2 separate regions of the Mus musculus genome follow, and region 1 is linked to region 2. A link is a contact called in public HiChIP or PLAC-seq data. All regions are on one chromosome and are shown on one strand. The core of a region is the stretch at or near the end of the contact, and the rest is flanking DNA. Distances in the headings are between cores, read along the strand shown.

The links. HiChIP or PLAC-seq counts read pairs in DNA pulled down with a chosen protein or histone mark.
Region 1: a contact with region 2 is called in an H3K4me3 HiChIP or PLAC-seq map of forebrain, with 5 times the contacts expected there. The contact joins the promoter of Rftn1 here to the enhancer-like site in region 2. A contact is called at or near these places in 8 of 39 promoter capture datasets (the C10 cell line, the HPC-7 cell line, cranial neural crest and 5 more), 1 of 15 datasets of contacts at CTCF or cohesin (large pre-B cells), 3 of 484 Hi-C or Micro-C datasets (bone marrow-derived macrophages, embryonic fibroblasts and reprogramming fibroblasts), 15 of 115 datasets of contacts at active chromatin or transcription factors (the SCID.adh cell line, bone marrow-derived macrophages, craniofacial prominence and 11 more) and 4 of 9 other capture datasets (adipose tissue, embryonic stem cells, liver and 1 more).

What each region holds. Positions count from the first base shown.
Region 1 is chr17:50,189,183-50,191,882 of GRCm38.p6, reverse strand. It overlaps Rftn1 (raftlin lipid raft linker 1), which reads left to right and starts at 1,386. Exons shown (of 10, transcript NM_181397.2): 1 at 1,386-1,662.
Region 2 is chr17:50,005,588-50,008,287 of GRCm38.p6, reverse strand. All of the region lies in intron 7 of Rftn1 (raftlin lipid raft linker 1), which reads left to right. Among named protein-coding and RNA genes, the nearest start is that of Gm52302, 28 kb to the left of the region's middle. Within about 2 kb of position 1,372, at least 85 of the 459 cell types and tissues checked have an H3K27ac peak or open chromatin away from gene starts, as enhancers often do. A contact at or near this core is called in craniofacial prominence, embryonic basal ganglia, embryonic forebrain and 3 more, where this site is marked.

The DNA of each region.
Region 1 (2,700 bases), core at 137-2,636, 180 kb before region 2:
TGATGCCCTGCGATTTCTTGTTGACCACTGGCTGGCACTGTTAGGTTCTGTTAGGTGCTGTTTTCTCTCTGTAGTGACCATCAACGGTCCTGAACACTGGTGTAAGAGTCCTGATTTCCAGGTCTCAGCAGGATCTTTAGCGGAAAGGCACCCTCCCTCCCTTTGACTTCATAAATAAATGTTCAACACTGGGGTGCCCTGGACCCCTGTCCTGGCTTATTATTTCCAGACATGAACTAGGGATAGGGAAATGTGGAGAAAAGTGGGCGGAATGCCGGGATGGGGTGGGTAAATAGGCAGAGGAGTAAAAAGACAATTCAGGGGCAGAGTGATGGGGGGAGTAGGAGAGGGCCACAGGGAAGAAAATCCCTGAGTAGCTCTCACAAGAGGAGTTCCTGTAAACAGGCAGTGCTGCCTCCCCCCTCGCGCATGTTTCTAGTACCAGAAGGACCTCATTAAAACACAGGGTCTAGATCAGCCAGCCCTCTGCCGCGTGTAGCTCCAATGCCTAAGGACCCTTCTTTGCCCAACCAGAACAGGGTAATCAATTAAATCTCAGCCCCTTATGGTAATGATGATAATAACGATAATCGCAGAATTATAGAACGCTTCCAAGCATTTTCCATTTAATAAGACACAAGGAAGTGCTGGTTGGCCGATGAACAGGCCCAAAGTCACCCCCAGTCACTGGGAAGTAAGGACAGAAGGCAGCAATCCATCCTGACCATTTGTCTCTAGGGTTCCTGCTCTCAAGCCCTGCACGGTAATTCTGTTTTGTTTTACTGGCCTCAAGGAGACAGGATTTCACACTTTCACTATGGTAAAGCAGCCCTGTTTTAGGGAACAGCCTTATGGATTCTCATTGGGGAATCCATTTTGCTAGGCTAAGATGACCCAATTGCATCAGGATCTCAAACCTTTGGATACCTGGATAAAGTCGGGAAAGAGGCTGAGGCCAGTGGTACTATTTCTCTTCCCAAGCACTACTTTCGGAGAGATAAACCTGGGAGCAGAAGCTGCCTGGGGACGTTCCCACCTGTGGAATGGGTCCAGAATGGATCTCTTTCTAGCTCTCCTCCCCGCCCTAGCCATCAATCAGCACGTTGATGGCCGTCGCCTTCCCAGTATTTTGGCTGCCACCTTGGTGCTCTCCTAAGCAGGTCCCAAAACCCAAGCCTGGGAAAGAGAGGTGGGGTTAGGGGGAGGGGGAGGGAGAGCCCGGTTGCGCGGCGCTGGCGACGCACGGGGCGGACGGGTCTCTCGTGCGGGGCTGCCAGGGGCCGCTCGGCTTCCCCCAAGAAGATGCAGCACAGCATATTTTGCACATGAGTTCAGAGGAAGAGGAAGTGTAGCGGGCGGACGCGCGGCGGAGGCGGCGGCGGCGGCGCGGGGTGGAGTGGGGGCGGCGGGGCTGGAATCAGAGCGCGCAGGGCGCAGAGCGCAGCGAGCGGGAGCGCGGCGGCCACTGGCTCTGGAGAGGTACCTGTGCGGCCAGCGCCGGAGGGACAGACGACAAGCGAGCGGCCGCGCCCCGCGCTCTGCCCCCACCCCCGGGGTCGCGTCGTCCGCGCGCCGCCCTGCTCTGCATGGCACAAACTTTCATCCCGGGACACAGCACGCTGTCTCCGCCCGCGCCACGGTCACCGCTGCTGGTCCCCTAAGGTAGGTGGGCGTGCGGCGGGCCGGCGAGGTGGCGCGCAGAGGCCTGGGTCGCTGGCTCTGCTGGCCCGGGATCCGGGTGAGCAGGCGACAGCTCCTCGTGGCACCTCGGGGGCTCCGGAGCTGTTAGGCGAGCCCCCTGGTGCAGGTCGCGTGGGGATGGGGACAGATCGATGGGACGCCAGATTCTGGGCCAACTTTTTTTCCCCCGATGAAGAGGGGGAAAAAAAGCAAAACAAACAAGCGAGAGAGCGTTGGGGTGAGAGGTCGCCTGCTGGGGGTCCTGGGCTTCGCAGGCGGAGGTCTGCTAGAAGGACGCGGAGGGGAGCTTGGAGGCTACAGGTGGGTCAGGACCCGGGGCCTTAGTGGGTACTGGGCCCGGAGCAGATGGGAGTTGCCACCGCCCACGTGCACCCGGAGACCTGGGCTCGACCCAGGGAAGAGGTGTGCGACTCTTGAGAGCAGGCAGGAGGGTACTCGGTGGAAATACTGAGAGCTAAATCCCAGGCACCAGAAATGGGGCTTTTCTCCTCTGAAAAGGGGATTTTTTTTCTTGCCTTGTTGTAACACACTTTTCTAGGCATGGGGCACACCAGGATGGGCATGGGGTCTGGGCGAGGAGGAGGGAGTGTGTATTTAAAGAAGCCTGACTGTCAGGCGAGTGCGCCAGGTCTACTGGCATCACTGTCTTTGGAGGCCAGAATCGCGCAGAGGGCAGGGTTAGCCCCGCGCGTGCTCCCTGATGCCTGTTGGCTGCTGGCTCTCAGCTGCCCCCTGTGGGCGGTGGGTGGTGTGAGTGAGTTTGTTTAGGGGCTTACAAACAAAAACTATTTTTTAAAAAGAATCTGGCACAGATCTTTGTATATGAGTGGCTGCCTAACTGCCCAGCAACAGACCCTCTGTTCATACAGCTGTTTTCAGAAGGGGCGCAGGGAGGTGGGGTGGGAGTGGGTGGTGGTGTTAAGGTCAGAACAGGTGTCTCCCAACGGCTACTATGGAGTGTCATCTCAGGATAAGCCTTTTCCAGGAAGGAAGCCCAGG
Region 2 (2,700 bases), core at 123-2,622:
AAAACTGCAGGGACAGGGATAAGTCAGTTTCCTTTATCTTTCTTCCTCTGGGCACCTTGCTGTGGGATGGGTATTGCCTGATTTCCCAGCAAGGGGGGAGGGGAGGGGACTAGGGTGGGAAGGTGGAGGTGGGGTAGTGGGCAGGTAGGTTTCTTAAAGCCCTGGATCTGTTTTTATGGCCCTGGTTTTAGGACAGGGATTTCCTTTAAGATTAAGAAATAAATGTGTCTCCTTGGAATATTTCAATTTCTGCCAGGCTCGTTACAAGACCCACGCTGAGCACATTTTATAAAGCTGTAATAAAACGAAGTCTGACTTTTGATTTAATTAATAGCAATTACAGAGAAAAAAAGAAAGAAGAGCACATTGATGTCGGATTATAAACTTTCTCACTGGGCCAATATGTGGTCTCCCATCCTTTCCCTGTAGAGAGGGTCAAATGTATTTCTTCGAAAGCTATACCTTCTGTTGTAACAGTCGGTGGAGGGTAGGGTAAGCTTATGTCAGATATAAGTCTCAAACACTGGAGAATCTAATAGGGATCAAAGAGGGAAGGGGCCATTAATACAAATGAATTCCTTTTATACAAGTTGAAGGAAAAAAAAAAAACACACAGAATATGTTCCACTTCTTTTTTTTTTTTTTTTTTTAAACACTCCAGGTGTGACGGGAGATTAGGTATCCAACAGGGGAGAGAGGAGAGTTAATTAAAGTTTTTTGTTCTGACTTACAGAAGGAGACATCTTTTCATTTCATAAGCAGGATAAGCAGGATGGCTTTTGAGAGCTGTTGGTGCTTTCTTCTCCTTCCTCGGAGTGTCACCAAAAAAGCAGATCAAAGCAGCCTGCCTTCCTGATCTGTTTCCAGCCACCTTCTCAGCTAATGGAGTTAAAAGTGTCTTCAACTGATGGGGTGGGGCTCCTCTGACTCTAGAAAGGCCATCTCACTGTATTGGTAATATGCAAAGTGACCTCCATAGATGCTTATGGAAAAGCCATATTTAGCATGAATTAAACAGAAACCAGCCCTAAAGGCCCAAGAGGGAGGGAACGTGGCGGGTGCACCTCCCCCCTCCTGCCTGTATTTTATTCATCAACTCTGATTGACAGCTCAGAAATTAGCACTCAGGCTTGAATGTCCCGAGCTCTGTAGATTTACTGTGCGTCCCCTGTTCCTTTTGGTCCCTGTGATTCAGAGCCCCACGGCTGACATTTCCTACCCTTGCAGGGGCAAAGGGAGGGCATGTTTGGGAGAATTCCTGCTGTTTTTTCTCTTCAAGATAGTGACAAAGTGAAATAAGACAGAGTGAAATAGAAGTGGCCCTGGTGAGGCCTGTCGGAGCCGCAGGTCACAGGCAGCAGGGGTTGGTCATTGTCTTGCAGTTCTGGGCTCCTGCCGAGAAAAACCTGGCCTGGCTACAGCCACCAATGAAAAGACTGCATTTTGCCTTTGTGAAGGCGCCAAAGCTTGACATGGTTGCTATAGCTACTGTCTGATTGTGGTAGGCTTGTCACAGTGCTTGATAAAGTGGGAAGGTTATCCCTGATAGGCCCAAGTAATCAGAACCTTGCAAAGCTTGAGTGTGTGGATTTAAATTGTTTTTTTTTCCCCCTCCAGTCTTTGAAGCTGGGAGCGCTGAGGGTGGGGTTAGGGAATCTTTAGCTACAGAAGCCACAGGACTTTCTTTCAGCTATAGCGGGAAACCTGTACTGGGCTGGAAGGAAGGTGTCCTTATGTCTTGAGGGACAACAGAAATGAGGGTCAGGCTGACTACCTGCTAAGCCATGGCTGGCATGATGGTGGCTTTGAGCAATGCTGCAAAGACCCTCTCGTGACCCGTCCTGTAAATTAATTCGGCTGTTTCTTTGTGGTCCCTGCCTTTTCTGGCCCTGGCCTTTCCCCCTGCCTTTCCCCGCCACTGCATTCTCCCCGCCACTGCATTCTCCCAGACACTGCAGATCCTTGGCCACCTTTCTCTTCCTATGGGTGATAAGAACAGTTCAATTGAAAATGACAGCGCGAGGATTTTTAGCTCCAAAGTTATAGGCACCATTTTTTTTTTCTTCAGAAGGGAACTAAGAGTTTATCCGGGTGGCAGTTTTTTTGCTCAGTGGCACAGAGACTGCAATAGTGACTCTCTATAGATTCTGGCATGCTTTCGGAAGTCCTAGGTCAGTGGGACTAGGTCTTTGAACCTACATTTCCCGCAAGTTCCCAACTGAGGTCTGTGCCACAGTTGCCTGACCAAGGTGTAGACGCCACGGCATAGGTCTGATCTTCACAGTTTAGAAAACCACAGATAGATCTGTTACCTATCAGGATTCAGGTGACTTGGAAGCCAGGATGACATTGGTGCCCAGTTCTGGAAACTTTCAAAGCCATTTGAAAAAGTAGATTATTTCCTCAGCCTCGCTCCCAGCTCCCTAGCTCAAAGCATCCAGACCCACCAGCATTACTCCCTAGCCTACGCTCCAGGTGGCTCCAGCAGGCCCTACTCTAAGAAAAGTACACTTCTCCAAGTGAAGCCCACCCTGCTACCATGTACCTGGCCAGGAAGCCTGCTTTGACCAGAGCCAAGGTTCTTTGCTTTCTTGCTGACACTCTAAAGTTACTACAGCCCACCAGCAGCCCAGTGTATACTTGCTTGCATGCAGTTCACCTTCTGTGCACAGCTCCCAGATAACAAGGGAAATGAATCTA